2 separate regions of the Mus musculus genome follow, and region 1 is linked to region 2. A link is a contact called in public HiChIP or PLAC-seq data. All regions are on one chromosome and are shown on one strand. Each heading gives the region's core, a stretch centred on a gene start, on an enhancer-like site or on the middle of the called end of the contact. The rest is flanking DNA. Distances are from core to core; before and after follow the strand shown.

Evidence for each region. HiChIP or PLAC-seq counts read pairs in DNA pulled down with a chosen protein or histone mark.
Region 1: an H3K4me3 HiChIP or PLAC-seq map of microglia shows a contact between it and region 2, with 6 times the contacts expected there. The contact joins the enhancer-like site here to the promoter of Gng10 in region 2. A contact is called at or near these places in 12 of 39 promoter capture datasets (the 3T3-L1 cell line, the C10 cell line, the HPC-7 cell line and 8 more), 1 of 15 datasets of contacts at CTCF or cohesin (large pre-B cells), 1 of 484 Hi-C or Micro-C datasets (olfactory sensory neurons), 8 of 115 datasets of contacts at active chromatin or transcription factors (the 230-238 cell line, acute myeloid leukemia, bone marrow-derived macrophages and 4 more) and 2 of 9 other capture datasets (adipose tissue and liver).

What each region holds. Positions count from the first base shown.
Region 1 is chr4:59,564,181-59,567,888 of GRCm38.p6, reverse strand. No RefSeq gene overlaps it. Among named protein-coding and RNA genes, the nearest start is that of Hsdl2, 16 kb to the left of the region's middle. Within about 2 kb of position 2,273, at least 28 of the 459 cell types and tissues checked have an H3K27ac peak or open chromatin away from gene starts, as enhancers often do. A contact at or near this core is called in the HPC-7 cell line, bone marrow-derived macrophages, hematopoietic stem and progenitor cells and 1 more, where this site is marked.
Region 2 is chr4:59,033,300-59,037,000 of GRCm38.p6, reverse strand. It overlaps Gng10 (guanine nucleotide binding protein (G protein), gamma 10), which reads right to left and starts at 1,845. Exons shown (of 3, transcript NM_025277.3): 1 at 1,683-1,845. The coding sequence starts at 1,763.

The DNA of each region.
Region 1 (3,708 bases), core at 1,024-3,523, 530 kb before region 2:
GATACATGACACTGTTGTGTAACTTTGCCTCATCCATTGCCAGTTCTGAGTTTGAACAGCCAAAAACTGTCCCTTAAAATTGCTGAAAATCTCCAGAGGGCAAGTTGTTGTGATGGTTTGCAACACCACGGAGAAAAATCTAGAGTGCAAATGTCATGAACGGCAGTAGCAACAGCCTGCAAAACAAAGGCTGAGGAGGTTAAAGGAAAAACAACAACACGCTGTCCAGGATCTCAGTGTCTCTCCTACAAAGAAAAGACATGGCTATGGAGAACATTATCAAAAGCGGGTTGTGGTGATCCATGCCTGTAATTCACTGATTGGGGGGCTAAGTCAAGAAGGTAGTGAGTTTCAGGCAAGCCCTGGACTCCAAGTAAGATTCGAGCTCATAAAAAAACAAACAGAAGTTTGCTTTTTTTGTTGTTTTTTGAGAACACAAAAACGTGAGAGAATAGATAGCAACTATAAAGGGAAGATAATGCATGCAGGGCTTTTTTTTTTTTTTTTCTTTTTTCTTTTTTTTCGAGACAGGATTTCTCTGTAGCCTTGGCTGTCCTGGAACTCACTTTGTAGACCAGGCTGGCCTCGAACTCAGAAATCTGCCTGCCTCTGCCTCCCAAGTGCTGGGATTAAAGGCATGTGCCACCACGCCCTGCAGGTCTTATTTTTGAGGTCCAGGCTAGCCTTAAATTGATGGCAGCTTTCTGAGTACTGGGACTGCAGGCATGAACCATTTCTTGGCTGCAATATGTGTGAGTACAGATATATTAAACATATACATTGATCTTTAGTGTGTAGATTTTAAGTGGATTACTGGATCATAGGGTGCTTCAAGTTCTAGTTATCCATAGGCTTAGATTTTTTTAAAAACCTACTTTAATAAGGGTTCTCAAATGCTTTGACTCTCCTTTCTATCTAGCTCACTGTCCAAAGGTAGGGAGAAAAGATTTGGACAAGGGGATGCGGACCTGTTTAGAAGTAGTTCATTGGGGTCATTTCAATCTCCATTTGTCAGGATGCCAGCAGTCCAGTTCAGTGGTGTCAGGATAGAAAGCATGAATCAGCAGTGGTGGCACGATCCAGCAGAAACTGCCAGGCATCCACCAAATCAGCAGGAGTCAGTGGAAGCGACCAGGACCAGCTGGAGTTCTCTGCCATGCCTCTCTCACAAAGTGAAGACCAGTGAAGACGCAAGACCAACAAAGAGCTATGCAGTTGTATTGTCACTGTCTGCTGAGTCCTATTTACACTCTTTCCAAACACCATGTATCCTCTCACAGGTCTTGCCTCAGCAAAACACCACCTAAGTCTGCACCATATGACACAACCAGAAACTTGCTCGTCAATTATCTGAGACACTTCAATGAAGTTACCCATAATAGTAGCAATATTAATTCATATGTTCACCAACAGCATGTGAGTCTCCCTTTCTTTTCATATTCACCAGTTATTTGGTATATTTTTTTAAATCTATTATTTATTTGTGTGTATGGTCAATTATTGCTTTCGTTTCCTGTGCTTTAAGGGTCAGACCCAAAAGATCTTCGTCAATACTGTTGTTCTAAGGCATTTCTCCTCTATTTCCTTCCACTGGTTACATAGTTTGGGGTCTTAAATTTAAGCTCACTGGCTAGTCTAGCTGGGCTGGCCAAGGAGCCCCAAGGGATCCAACTGTCTCTGCCACCCAACAGGCCACCACTCGGGACTTTTTGTATAAGGATTCTGGAAATTAACTCAGGTCCCTGTGTTTTCAGTGTGAGCATTTTACTACCCGAGCCTCCATAGCCCCAGGCTTGTCATAGAATGTGCTTATTTGTAATTTCTTTCTTTTTCACTAAGTTCTGCTTTGTTCTTATCTTCTAGTTCCGAATGATACATTGTTCCGTTGTGTGTCTGCAATCTACTTTGTTGATGCAAGCACTCTTTCCTGTAGACTTCCTCTGAGCACTGTTTTTGTTTTTTTGTTTTTTTGTTTCTTTAACTGAATCCTGAAGGTTTCAATATGCTGTGTTTTCATTTTCATTCCTTTCAAGACATTTTAAACTTCCCCTTTTTATTTTTCAATGGCTTGTTCATTCATGAGAATGTTGCTTAATTTACACGTATTTGTACAATTTCTAAAGCTTCTCTTGCTGACTCTTATCTCAGAGAAGATAATGCCACGATTTAAATTCTACTGAATTTGCTGAGATTCGAATTATATATATCCTAGCCTATGGTCTACCCTAGAGGATGGCTCACTTGCTGACGAGAAGAAAGTGTATACCCTACAGCTTATTCTGCAGCCTGCTGGGGACAGGCAAGGTCAACAGTCTGTTAGACCATTTTGGCATATAGTATAGACTTAATGTTTCCTTGTGGATATTTTGGTTTGGATAATTATATATTAATAGAAGATATAAAAAGGGTCTGAATATATTCTAATTTGTCTCTCTTTTTATAGCTAATAGTGCTTGTATTCTATAGCTGAGTGCTGCTGAGTTCATTGTGTATTTATGAATTTAGAATAGCTATTTCTTCCTGTTGAATTCTTTCCTTTATTATTTTATTCACTCATTAATGAAGAGACAGCTTCATTGACTGTTGGATTTTTTTTTTTTTTAAAGACATGGTCTTATGAATCCCAGGCTGAGTTTTCAAGACAGGGTTTCTCTTTGTAGTTCTGGCTGTCTGGAACTTTCTCTGTAGACTAGGCTCACAGAGATCTGCCTGCCTCTGCCTCTGCCTCTGCCTCTGCCTCTGCCTCTGCCTCTGCCTCTGCCTCTGCCTCTGCCTCTGCCTCTGCCTCTGCCTCTGCCTCTGCCTCTGCCTCTGCCTCTGCCTCTGCCTCTGCCTCTGCCGAGTGCTGCGATTAAACTACAGCCCACCAACACTAACCTTTTGGCCTTGCCTCTACCTCCTTCGTGCTAAGATTACAGACACATACAGTTTATTCAACAGTTTGTTATTTACTTATTTTTTTTTTATTTTTTTGAGATAAGGGTCTCACTATGTAGCTCTGGCTGGTTTAGAACTAGCTATGTAGACCAGGCTGGCCTTAAACTCACAGAGATTCATCCACCTGCTTTAGCACTTGCCTCTGCTGGGATTAAAAGAGTACACCACCACGCCCAGCTCATTAACGTTTTAAATATAAATTTTAATCTAACACAATTAAATTCTGAGTTAAATTTAATACAATTATAGTAACTCCGATTTCCTTTTGACTTACGTTTGCATGGTGCTCTTTTCCCACCCCTCCCTTTTTTATCTGTGTATTCCTTTCCCAGCGAAGATGCTTTCCTATAGACCACATGTAACTGTCTGCATTTTTTAAAGTCCATCCAGTGAGCCTTTCTCACTGATACCTTTCATTGAGTAAATAATCTGTTTGTATCCAAGGTGGTTGTTGATAAGTGAGGAGACGCTTACTGGTTTTTCTCCTGGTGGTTCTGGGTACATTTGTTCCTTTCTTGCTGTCTCTGTGGTTTGGTGGTTTTCAGAATGCTGAGGTTTGATTTTCTTTCCCAGGTGTGTGTGCTCTGTTGTGAGCTTTCACACGTGCTCACACCTCCCAGAGTGGATAGCAGCCTTCCACTGATGGGGTACGACACCTCTCATTGTTTCTATGGGGCCAGTCTGGTGGAGATGAATCCCCTTCATTTTTGCCTGTTTGAGGATGTGGGATGTCCTGATTTCTGCTTCACTTCTGAGTGCATGAGTGAGGTT
Region 2 (3,701 bases), core at 596-3,095:
CAATCTCTCTTACCCTGAACTCACAATGACCACTAGGTGTCGCTGCCCCCTGTATGGCTTTGATCGTTCTCTTTCTAGTCTGGGTTCAAAATTCAGCCTTTTCCAGCCAGACCGAGGCCTCTGACCCCACCCTTACTTTCTGGCATACTTCTTGCTCATCCACGGTCTGGATCAAACTTCTTTAGTTTTTCGCCCTCAAAATCCTTGGTGGTCAGATACTAGCGAGGAAAAAGGAACCACAAGCGGTACAGGCCTCCTATCTGGGTGTCAAGGCTGTGACTGCCCAGGCTGGTGAGCTCCACCGTGGACAGTAAGCACTTCCTTCGCCCTTTGCTAACTCCTGGTTCACTGTCCCACAAGAAAACACAGCTTCCTGTTTCACAAGACAGCCATCGCCAAAAGCTGTAATCCGTAATCAGAGGCACTTTATACACATCTCCTTTTTTCCTGTCCCCGAAGATGTCACCCCAAACCCTTGTTTCTTCTACAGTCACCTTGCCTCCATTTTCCTTGACAAAATAAAAAAAATCTTTCCTATCAACCCAAAACCCTTTTTATTTTCGAAGAAAAAAAGGAAGTTATTTCTTTAAAACTTTTTTATTTTTAACCTGTCGGGCTTCCCCTACACCTTACTGGCACATCTCTGTACTGCGCGCCTCTTGTCCCTGGTTGTCTGAAATAATTTTGTGTATTAGTTTACCGTATCCACCCGAGTTCCCTATTCCCTGGAGTAGCACCAGGTCGAGGGCTAAAACAGAGGGAACTGACTAGCATGATGGTGTGTCCATACCTACCCACACACTTGGAATCACACTAGCTGCCAATCACACATTCAGCCAACAGAGTAAATCCTTGGCTGTGTTTGCGGGCCTTCATTTTAATTTTATCTCGCGGGTGTTTTGCCTGCATGTTTGTGCACACCTTGTGCATGCCTGGTGCCTGAGGAAGCCAGAGGAAGACATCGGGTCCCCTGAAACTGACGTTACAGACGGTTGTGAGCAACCTTGGGTGTGTGCTGGGAATTGAACCGGAGTCGTCCAGAACAGCAGTCAGTGAGCTGAGCCATCTCTCTAGCCTCCCCACCCCTCTCCTGACAATCCAACTCACCTTCCTCCTTTGAACTGTCCCTGGCAGCACGCTACAAGTTCCGCTCTTTGTCTATTTCACGCTCATATATTTTAATGACCTCTTTCGGCCTTTTTCTGTGGCCGTCTGTCCACACAACGAAATCTCTCCTGGATACCTCTGTAAAATCCACAGATCCAAAACGGAACTCACTTCCTCAACTCTCAAGGATCCCCCATGGGGCAGCAGAGGAAGGCAGAGCATCCTTCTCCAGCATCCATCTCGCTCGCATCTGTTCATTCGGTGGCCTCCCTCCCCATCTCTAAGCATCATCCTCCCGCAGCCGGGTGGGCAGAGTCCAGGTCGCCAGCGTGTCGCCAGCCTGTTGTAGACACGCCCACGGAGCCATCGGACCTGGTCCCTGGGACAGGCTGTGTCGCCAGAAGCACCCGGGATTCGGCCTGAAACCACCCCGCATCCACGCGCGGCTCGCGAGCACCCGAGGCCCCGGTGCGCGCCCGGCCCGGTAGCTCCCACTCCCGCCAGGCCGCGGTCTCCTGCGGGCCGCTCGGTCGCCCGTGGGGCTGGCGCTGGGGTCCGGCTGGACGAACGCTCACCTTGATCCTCTCCACGCCAGCCTCCAGCTTCAGCTGCTCCACCAGGCGCTGCAGGGCGCTCACGCTGGCCCCGGAAGACATGGCGGCTAAGGCTGCGCGAGGCTGGTTCGGCTGGGAGGAACGACCGCCGAGCGGGGTGCCGCCCCGGGGCGGGGTAGCCGCCGCGCCCGCCCCGCTGTCCCCGCGCTGGGGTCGCGAGCTGCCCGGCCCCGGTCGCCGGTGCCTCGGAACAAACCTAGGTGGCGCCTGCGCTGCGAAGGGAAGGACACTAGGACTTCACCGAAGAGCTAGTCAAACCTTCAAGGATATCCTGCTCGTTGGTCTGATATGGAATGAAATTACACCAGCCCTCTCACCCACTATCTATGGCCATTGTTTCCAGTCTTCTCCCGAGTTTTTTAAGTGTGCACATTGGTTTTACAAAACTGAGACCATTACGTTAAAACTTGAGGTTTTTTAGTTTTCTTGTTTCCTTTTGTTTTTTTTTTACACTTACTATGTAATAACTATATCGCCATCTTATACACCACCGTATCTGTCTGCACTGGGTAGTGCATAAGCTGGGTAGTGCATAAAGGCAATATGGATGAGCTTGCTAAACTTCAAAGCCCAAAGACTTTAAAGCATTGGTTTAATTACTTTAAAAAAGCTTCAAGGCCCCTCCCCAATCCAACCACGGGCGTCCCGGTTGAATTGGGGAGGGACTGGAGGAAGCTGACCTCATCGGAAGACCAGCAATCTCAACTGACCTGGACCCCCGAGATCTCTCTCAGACATTGGGCCACCTGCCAGCCACACAGCATACACAGGTATAGCAGAGCACTGCCTGGTCTGACCTCAGTGGGAGAAGACGCGCCTAACCCTTGAGAGCCTTGAGGCCCCAGGGAGTGGGGAGATCTGGTGGGGTAGTGGTAGTGGGGTGGGGACATCCTCTTGGAAATGGAGGGGAGGGGTAGGGGTGGGGTAGGGAGAGAAATGGAATGAGGAACAGTCAGAAAGCAGACCAAGAAGAGGATAACAACTGGACTGTAAAAAAAAAAAATTAAAGAATAATAATTTTTAAAAATTAGGAATAGTTTCAAGGCTCAAATTCTCATCTCCTGATTCAACTCTGAGGGTTGGCCTCATCTTCAAGGTGGATAGACTCAGTAGTGCTGTGGGGGGAAAAAAATCCATGCTTTCTTTTAGCCCTGTCTAAACATATGGGAGAGGAATTAGAATCTCAAATGGGTTCTCCCTGGCTTGTATTGAATACCAGCCTTCCCTTAAACCAATTGCTACTTAAAAAGGATTTGCTGTTGAAGTACCCAATTTCCAATCTGCTGAGTTTTCTCTGGACTTAAGAACCATCCAGGGCAAAGTCACCCACAAAACACACCCACAGCCGGGCGTGGTGGCCCACGCCTATAATCCCAGCACTTGGGAGGCAGAGGCAGGCGGATTTCTGAGTTTGAGGCCAGCCTGGTCTACAGAGTAAGCTCCAGGACAGCCAGGACTATAGAGAGAAACCCTGTCTCGAAAACACCCCCCTCCCAAAAAAAACAAAAAAAAAAAACCAAACCAAAACAAACAAACAAACAAACAAACAAAAAAACCAAACAACCAAAAAAAAAAAAAAAAAACCCAAAACCCATACCCACAGCCAGTCTCCATTCAGTGAGATTTTCCCCCACCCTCAACCCCCTCAGATTTAGGCAGTCGGATTTACCATTCCAACTCTGGAGTTCCTTCCGGGGTCATCTGAGGGTCAGCTTCTCCTTCTGCCCAATCCTTGTTTACAGCATTCGGTAATAAGTACTAGTTAGGAGGGCTGGCCCCAATGAACTTCCAGCTTGAAAACCTTCATCTCAGAGTCTGTTTTCCTGAAGAACCCAAAACTAAGACACCCAGTCAAATAACAGAGTGAAAAATGATTCTTATAAAGAAAAACATCTGAGATATAAAAAGCAACAGAAGAGAATATAAACTATTAAAACATAAAGGCTCTAAAGCAATTATTCTTAGCTATAACTGGATCAT